2 separate regions of the Bos taurus genome follow, and region 2 is linked to region 1. A link is a contact called in public Hi-C data. All regions are on one chromosome and are shown on one strand. The core of a region is the stretch at or near the end of the contact, and the rest is flanking DNA. Distances in the headings are between cores, read along the strand shown.

Region 1 (4,233 bases), core at 1,326-3,825:
ATAATTAGGATCAGATGAGGAGATCATCCTGATTTACCAGGTGGCACTAAATTCAAGGACTAGTGTCCCTGTAAGATAAGATACAGAGAAGGAAAAGACCAGAGAGGATGAGAATGCCATATGAGGGAGGAGGCAGGCTTGGAGTGATGCAGCCACAGGCCAAAGAATGCTGGAGGCTGCCAGAAGTTGAATGTGTGTGTGTGTGTGTGTGTGTGTTGCTCAGTCGTGTCTGAGTCTTTGTGACTCCATAAACTGTAGCCTGCCAGGCTCCTCTGTACATGGAATTCTCTAGGCAAGAGTACTGGAGTGGGTAACCATTCACTTCTCCAGGGGATCTTCCTGACCCAGGAATTGAACTCTGGTCTTCTGTATTGTGGGCAGATTTTTACCATCTGAGCCACTAGGGAAGCCCCAGAAGTTTCCAGAAGTTGGAAAAGCCAAAAACTGGATTTTCCTCTAGAGCCTTTGGGGACAATGTGGCCTTGTGGACACCCTGATTTTAAAACTTCAGCCTCCAAAACTCTAAGAGAATAAATTTCTGTTGTTGTTAGTCACCTAGTTTGTGATTTGTGATAGGATCCACAAAGAATTAATACACCCACCCTCACAAAGATCCAGGATGCCTTTGTTCTGATTTCTCTAAATGTCTGAGCACCTGCATGGGTGCTGTTTAGGATGAAGGGCAGGAAGCATTGTTTCATAATTATCTTTTCTGGGCCACCATCGTTATCATCCCAGAGCAAGGTGTCTCTAGTGGAATGGTCCCTGGCTTGGAACAACAGAATGGGGAATTATTAATACTTATATGCAGTAGGTGAGTTTTGGCGGCATTTGCAGGCTCTTGGAAGCAAGATCAAGTACTAGTTTAACCAACATGGGTGGCACAGACTTAGCAACACTACTAATAAAGTATATATTGAATTTGTACAGCTCAAAGGTTTTGTTGGTTTCCTGTCATGTTAAGGAGGCTAGTTAGCAGAGATAAAAAACAAAACAAAACACGTTCTGAACTCTTCAAACGTATGAGAAATCCTAGACCAGCTTCTGACGGAGGAATATTCTTCAGTTTCTAGGACTTTCCATTGGGTTCTCATCCTGACCAAATATATACTTGGTCTATTCCTTGTGACTGATACAGCAAAAACTGTATCAGTAGTTGTATCTATAGTTGCTGGCTGTTTCTCATCCGCCAGCAGCTGTAGAAATAAACGCCTGGGACACCCTTGACTCTGGGCTTTGGTAAAAAGAAAGATCAAAATGAGCCTTAAAGGGCCAGTTTTATTGGGAAGACCTGCCTTAGATTTACAGTGTTTGAGAAAGAAAAAATAACCTTAATGATCAATGAATGCAAGCTCTTCATTTTGCAGGAAAGGAAACAGGATATGTGATCCACCCAAGGTCACACAGCTACTTTTTGGCAGAACCAGAATCTGGTTGTCCCGTTTGCTCAACCATTCGGCCCACGGTCCTGCACCGCCTGACCTGTGAGATAGCAGTTCCTACAGCATCTTCCTCTTAAAAACAGTCATGACAATAGATAATGCTATGGATTGCCTTCTTTGCTAGGAGCTCATAATAAACCACAAAGAAGTTATTGTTATCCCCATTTTATAGACAAAGAAACCAAGGCATGGGGCAGTTCAGTAATTCACTCAAGGTCCACAGCCAGTGAATGGCAGAGGCCCCATTCAAACTCATTTCTTGATTCTGGAACCATGGTTTTAACCAAAACCCCTGGGACCACAATTTGAACTTTGCCAGTGAACCACAGTTCTCTTCCACATTCTTGGTGTTAGAAATTTTCACCCAGAAGCAGCTGCTACTAACGCCTCAGACCAATGAAAGATCTTGTCTACTTGCCCTGATTTTCTCTCCTTCTCTTTTTCTCCCTCACCCCACCCCACTTCTCTCCTTAACATGGGATTCCAATAGTAGAAAGAAAACGTGACTTGGATGCGAGGAGAGCCAACCAGTCCATTCTGAAGGAGATCAGCCCTGGGATTTCTCTGGAAGGAATGATGCTAAAGCTGAAACTCCAGTACTTTGGCCACCTCATGCGAAGAGTTGACTCATTGGAAAAGACTCTGATGCTGGGAGGGATTGGGGGCAGGAGGAGAAGGGGACGACAGAGGATGAAATGACTGGATGGCATCACTGACTCGATGGACGTGAGTCTGAGTGAACTCTGGGAGTTGGTGATGAACAGGGAGGCCTGGCGTGCTGCGATACACGGGGTCGCAAAGAGTCGGACACGACTGAGCGCCTGAACTGAACTGAACTGAAGGCTAGAGGGCTTCCCTGGTGACTCAGCGGTAAAAAATCTGCTTGCCATGAGGGAGACCTGGGTTCGATCCCTGGGTCCTGCCCCTGGAGGAGGGCATGGCAACCCACTGCAGTATTCTTGCCTGGGGAATCCCCGTAGACAGAGGAGCCTGGCGGGCTACAGTCCATGGGGTCGCAGAGAGTCAGACGCGACGAAGCAGCAGCAGCAGCAACAAGGCGAGAACAAGCTTCAAGGCAATCTCTTGCACTTATTTAGCCTTTGCGCCACTAGGTGGCAGTGTGACTACTCAATGAGGCTGCCGGAGCTTTTAGAATTTCCTCCCAAACAGGCTTTACTAAACGCTGAGTCCAGAGCAGGGGCCTCTGGATTCCTCCAAGAGCTGGGAAGCCTTTGAAGTGAGCTGGTAGTTAAATGGATGGAAATAACAAGCAGAAAGCATGGATTTGAACTTTTAAAATAATTTTCCAAGATAAATGGAGTCCTTGCCAGACATTTCTGTTTGAAACAGAAGCCGAACTTCTCCAGAATGTCCCATGAATTTACACTAAAATTCCATTGATATTCATAATCATCTTTAATGGAGCATTTTAAAAGATATAGTTTTATTGAAAGGAACCATCTAGTCCTCCTGCCCCTCATTTATCATTAATTTCTAGGAGCATCAGAATATCTAAAGTTTGTGTCCTGTCTTGTATATACATGTTTCGATCAACCTAAAATCCTTCCCAACAGTCTCTCAGCCTGTACATAAAAGCAAAGGCATGATTTTGTCTTATGTTCATAAACCCATCTATTTTTCTACACAGAGTAATCTCTAATGTCAAAATATTAAAAGCAGCACATATTAGTGATCTTTAATAATACTTATTACTATTAATACCCAATAAGTGTGTATAATTTTATACTCACAACAAACCTAGGAGGTAAGTACTATTTTTATTCTCATTGTTTCAGCGGAGGAAACTGAGGCACAGAGAGGTTAGGTGACTGGCCCAGAGTCATTGGTGGGAGGCAGAGTAAGAGGTCCATTTTAATTACCTCATTGTAAGTTTAGTTAAAGGGGGTGTCGTGGGGAAAAAAACACTGTGATATTTTCATGAGAGACCCCAATTCATACAAGAGGGACAAAAGCACCAACTAAATTTTGGATTTCCTCAGATGACTTGTAGCCCTTGTCACTGGTCCCACTTTGTCAGAATTCCTTTTAGAAGGCAGGGTTGATGGTAGCATGGCCCCCTTTCCCTAGTCTGTGTAGGAATTTCACATGAACCCCCACTTCCGGTCAGCTCTTAAGCTTTGGGGAAAAAAATGAAATTTGCTCCTCTTCATCAAAAGTGTAAGACCAGGCTTGTCAGGAGCCAAGACTGAAATCAATCATCTGTGCTCAATTAGGACTGTGGTTCCGGTTTTGTTGCAAGACTTCATTTAACGCTAGCAACAGCAGACGTTGGAAGAGCCATGTATGAGAAGCCCCATCTAGAGCAAATGACAGACACATTTTTATCTGCTTATCACCCTCTGGCTACAATGAAACTGAGCTGTGGTGTCTGATGTCCACCTCTCCTGCTGTTTGCCAACAAAACATGCCTTTCTGTCAATGATTCCAGCCAGCACAATCTGTGCTGCCAGAATTTGGAGGCGGTACGTTTTCCTGCTGGGAAAAAAAAAAAAAAAAAATCCCATGTTGATTTGAAAGAGGAAACCTGGGCAGAGCTGTTACCTGACTCCTGCAGAATGAAGTGGGAGGGTGGTCTCATTGAGGAGGTCTTCCAGGGGCCAGGGACTGGACCACTCCTCACTTTGGGCTGTTGTGTCTGCTCAGGATGGAGAGTCCAAGCCCTGTGGCACTTTCTGAGCCCTGGCAAGGAGACGTCCAGGGGAACGGTTGAGTGATCCACGCTTCACCCCACTCCACCCCACCAGGCTGATTTAGACAAGAAAAGTCCTCT
Region 2 (4,098 bases), core at 287-2,786, 74 kb before region 1:
GAAGATCTGTGTAGCATGCTCATACATATCTACTTACACTTATGCAAACCATTTATTACTTGTAGATAATGTTTGCATGCGTGCATATATTCAGGGACCCAACATTATAGCATCTAAATTTTAGTTTTATATAGGTCTGAATTCAACACAAATAGAACAGCAAAATATTCTAAGTATGAAATAATGTTAAGAATAGGAATAACAGTGAAGAATAAAAGGAAGAAAGATGAGGGGGAGGAGGAGGTGAGTGTCATGGATAGACCCAGATCAAACTGTAAGGAAAAAAAAAAAGTGTCACAGGCATTGAGAAAAGCCAAACAGAGAGAAACAGACAATCAATGAAACGAGTCACAACCCAAGTCCTAGAAAATGAAGCAGAGGGGGTGGGTGAAAAAGAAAAGGAGGCTTATCATTTGTTACAGTAAGGACATCTATTCAAGAAGGTCTTTCACTATAGTTCTTTGTTTTTCTACTTTAGCCTACAGAATTAAAAAAGAAAAGCAAAATTAATTTAATGTTATGACTGTCATGCTCAGAAAGCTATTAGAGCTCTATATCCTGACTTTTAAAGATGGGAAGCTATTGACCTTTATACCTTATTTGCCATTCATGACCTTTATTCTGTGACTTTAGCATTTGTCAGTTTGATTCTTAAAGACAGAGGAAATCTAAGTGACACTCTGTCCCATGCCTGCCCTCACTGAAAATGAAATCCAGTGAATTTTTCTCTGGAACACGTCTTCCTGTATTTAACGCATGAGAAATTATACAATTATGATGACTTGTTTAAGCCAATGGACTTAGGTAAGTCTGTCTGGGAGTGCATGACTGATATGGCAAGTCTCAAATTCCAGAAAATGTTAAATATTTCTAACTAATAAAAAAGGTTACAATGGTGAATTCTTACATTTCCTCTAATTTTAGAGCCAGAAAAATCTTACACTAAGAATGATCCCAAAGTAAGATCTGGTTAAACTTTCCTTTTTCAACCATAGTAATTTCCATTATTTCTTATTTCTTATTACTTCACTTTTCCTGTCTCATTACTATTAACAACCATGTAATTTGCTTTGTATACTAAAATATTCAACTATTGGTTCTATATTCATATGAATAATCAGTTACATTGTTAAAATTATAATTAATATTTTAAAGTGGCACCAAGAAATATGGTACCCTAAAGAAGTTGATTTGAACACTGAAAATGATAAACGAGCTCTTCTGACCCATTTCAGTTCCTCTACAAACATCTGAATAAAATAGAAAATGGAGCTAGCTGCTTTTTGACCACTAGGTGGGGAAACAATACAATTTAAAATGCAGTATAACCTTGGCTTCAACTACTTTCTTTTAAAATATGTTTATTATTTTAAATTCTCACCTGCCTCCAATTCTTTACATTCTTAAGGAAAATTCTGACCTGAACAATATAATTACAAGTGACTTCTGGGAAGTAGGCAGGTAATAATGGCATGTATTCTGAAATTCTTTCTTTGATCCACATTAGTTCTTTTCCCTGCCTTAAGCAACACAGACTCTACACCCTGGGGGATATGTGAACCTTATCAGTCATTTATGCCTCTTGGGAGCCAGTCCCTCACCTAAGCACTGGTTCTTTTTCTAATCCTTGGTTCTAGGAATGCACTTCCTCTGTGATCCTAAGTGTCTGACTTGAAGCATGGAGTATACTTCCACGACAAACATATATTTATAACTCAGAACTCCCTTCCAGCTCTTCACTTCTTACACCTAATTGCCTCCTCAACATCTCTGCCTGCACGCACACCACAAGCTTTGCACAGCTGTGCTGTCCTGATTTTCCCCACTCCCAAACTTACTCACCTTCAGCCAATCTCATTCAGTTATGGACACATCATTCCTGGAGTTACTCAGGCTCAGAACCTTGGAGTCACCCTGGATCTTCTTTTCCTTTCATACCCTAAGTCCAAATTCTGTGGTCTCTACCTTCAAAGTACATCCAGAATCTGGACCCCTGTCATCATCTCCACTGCACCATCATGGTTAGAATATCTTGCCTGCATTTCGGTAGGATCTGCCTAACTGGTTTTCCTTCTTCAACATTTGCCTACTACCTCTTTTCAGACAGCAATTAAGGCAATACTCACAAAATGTGAGCCCGAAAACATCACTGCTCCACTCAAGCTCTTCAGCATTTCCCATGTCACTTAGGATAAGAGCCATCATCTCTATCACGACCTGCAGGGTCTGCATGAGTCTGTCTCTACTACACTTTCCATCTACTCCAGCCTCAGTTACCTCTTTCCGAGTCCCTAGACACTCGAGGACTTTGTCCTGTCTGTCCTCTCTGACTAGACTAGAATGGTCTTCCTCCAGATATCTGCATGCTTTAACGCCTTTACTGCCTTGAGTCTTTTCTCAAGTATAACTTCCTATAAGGCGAGCAACCCTCATCTCTCCTTTTAAAGTTGCAACACACTGTCCCCAGCCGTCACACTACACCACCTAACCTGCTCTACTTTATCCCACATCACTTGATATTTGCTAACATTCTATATCCTTTACTAGTTTCTTATTTTTTCCCTTATGACTCTTGCCCCCTGCTTTCTGTGAGCAGGGATCTTTATTTTGTTCACTGATATTTCCTGAACTTCTATTACAAAGGCACAAAGTGGTGCCTCACAAAATAATTACTAGAAGGACGGTGGTGCAAAGAAAAAGCACAGAGACAACCATCTTTCACAATTTTACTTAAAGATCATTCTATAAATTTCCCTCTCGCATGAAATATAAATTTGTGTGTCTGACTATCAAGACCCATTTTACTTTCATTTCCTCTTTGTGTCTTTTCTAGCTTCCCCTACTTGCAGGAAAGTTTCCAACCTAGATATTTCTTCATTTTGGATTTTACTTGGGCTCTCTGATGGAAGCCTGAAAGTCTTACACCATATACCACATTTTTACTTTTGAAAAAATAATCATCTGACAGATATTCCTTAGCTTTCATCTTCATCTGACATTTAACTTTTAGATGTGACAGTTCCAGCATATCTAGGCAATGTAACATCTAAATTCTTGTTTCTCAGCATCTTTTTTTTTTTCTGATAGTATACATTTTGAGGAGTTGGTAACTCTTAAATGAATCAGATTTTTGAACTAGGAGTCCTTAATAAAATGGAAATAAGGATGAAGTTAAATTTATTACAACTGATGGATTTTGCTAATTTCTGATGTAAGCAATGTTACAGGCAAACATTTGAACCTGGATGGTTGGTGGACTCTTTTCGACTTTGTAAGAATTTCCTAAATATGTGGGAAATTGACCAACATCGGTAGGATGCAGTAGTCCAGGCTACTGGTCTCTTTGAAATTCGTTCTTCCTTCTACAACTTTGTATTCCTCACCTTATCACAGTGAATTCTAGGGGGCAGGTTTACAGAAAAGAGTTAACGTAGCAGGCCTGAAGCTGCTATTTTAAAAAGAATCTTCTACCAAGATAGTCTGTTGGCTTATATCTGGGAACTCAGCTTCTAAAGCATTCCTTGCACTGATAGGAAAAGTTGCCTAATGATAAGAGCGCTTTGCTGTGTCTAGACTGTATAAACAACACGACTTACGGTGAACACCTGCTTTACTTCTAGAGGTCTGGTATTTTGATAGTTGCTAGGCAGAAGGTGCCTAGGTGGCAGCTTTCAATGGAAAGATGACTCTAATAGGCTTCCCTGGGAAGCAATACTACACATGCATTGCATTTTTGTAGCTAGAGAAAGGAGCAGTTTTACTCTGTCCACTGCCAAGTTTAGAAGAAGAGTATGACTAGGATAAACCTCAACCACGAGTACTCCTGTGTGCTGGGTCCTGAGTGTCCTTGCGGTTGATCCCAAACCTAGGACTGGTCCCGGGAATGCTCAAACAACAGCAATAGTGATAAACCCTCCTGCATGATTTCTTCAGTCAAAGAATCACCAGTCTTTTTGCCTTATCAATTATCAAGAATTCATACTCAAGGTACTTACTGAAATTTCTCACTAGAATTACACAGGATCCAGAAGCCTAATTAAAGCCAGCTGTTGGGATAGAGTCATATAATAAGCCTCAAAAGTACTGAGATCAAAATCT

What was found. A called contact is a pair of places that touch in the nucleus more often than the background predicts.
Region 2: a contact with region 1 is called in a Hi-C map of liver, with 2.2 times the contacts expected there. The contact joins two enhancer-like sites. A contact is called at or near these places in 2 of 11 Hi-C or Micro-C datasets (liver and an unstated tissue).

What each region holds. Positions count from the first base shown.
Region 1 is chr20:35,212,878-35,217,110 of ARS-UCD2.0, reverse strand. It overlaps a transcript of FYB1 not described here. Among named protein-coding and RNA genes, the nearest start is that of FYB1, 18 kb to the left of the region's middle. Within about 2 kb of position 2,575, at least 20 of the 102 cell types and tissues checked have an H3K27ac peak or open chromatin away from gene starts, as enhancers often do.
Region 2 is chr20:35,286,364-35,290,461 of ARS-UCD2.0, reverse strand. All of the region lies in intron 2 of FYB1 (FYN binding protein 1), which reads right to left. Among named protein-coding and RNA genes, the nearest start is that of FYB1, 56 kb to the right of the region's middle. Within about 2 kb of position 1,536, at least 6 of the 102 cell types and tissues checked have an H3K27ac peak or open chromatin away from gene starts, as enhancers often do.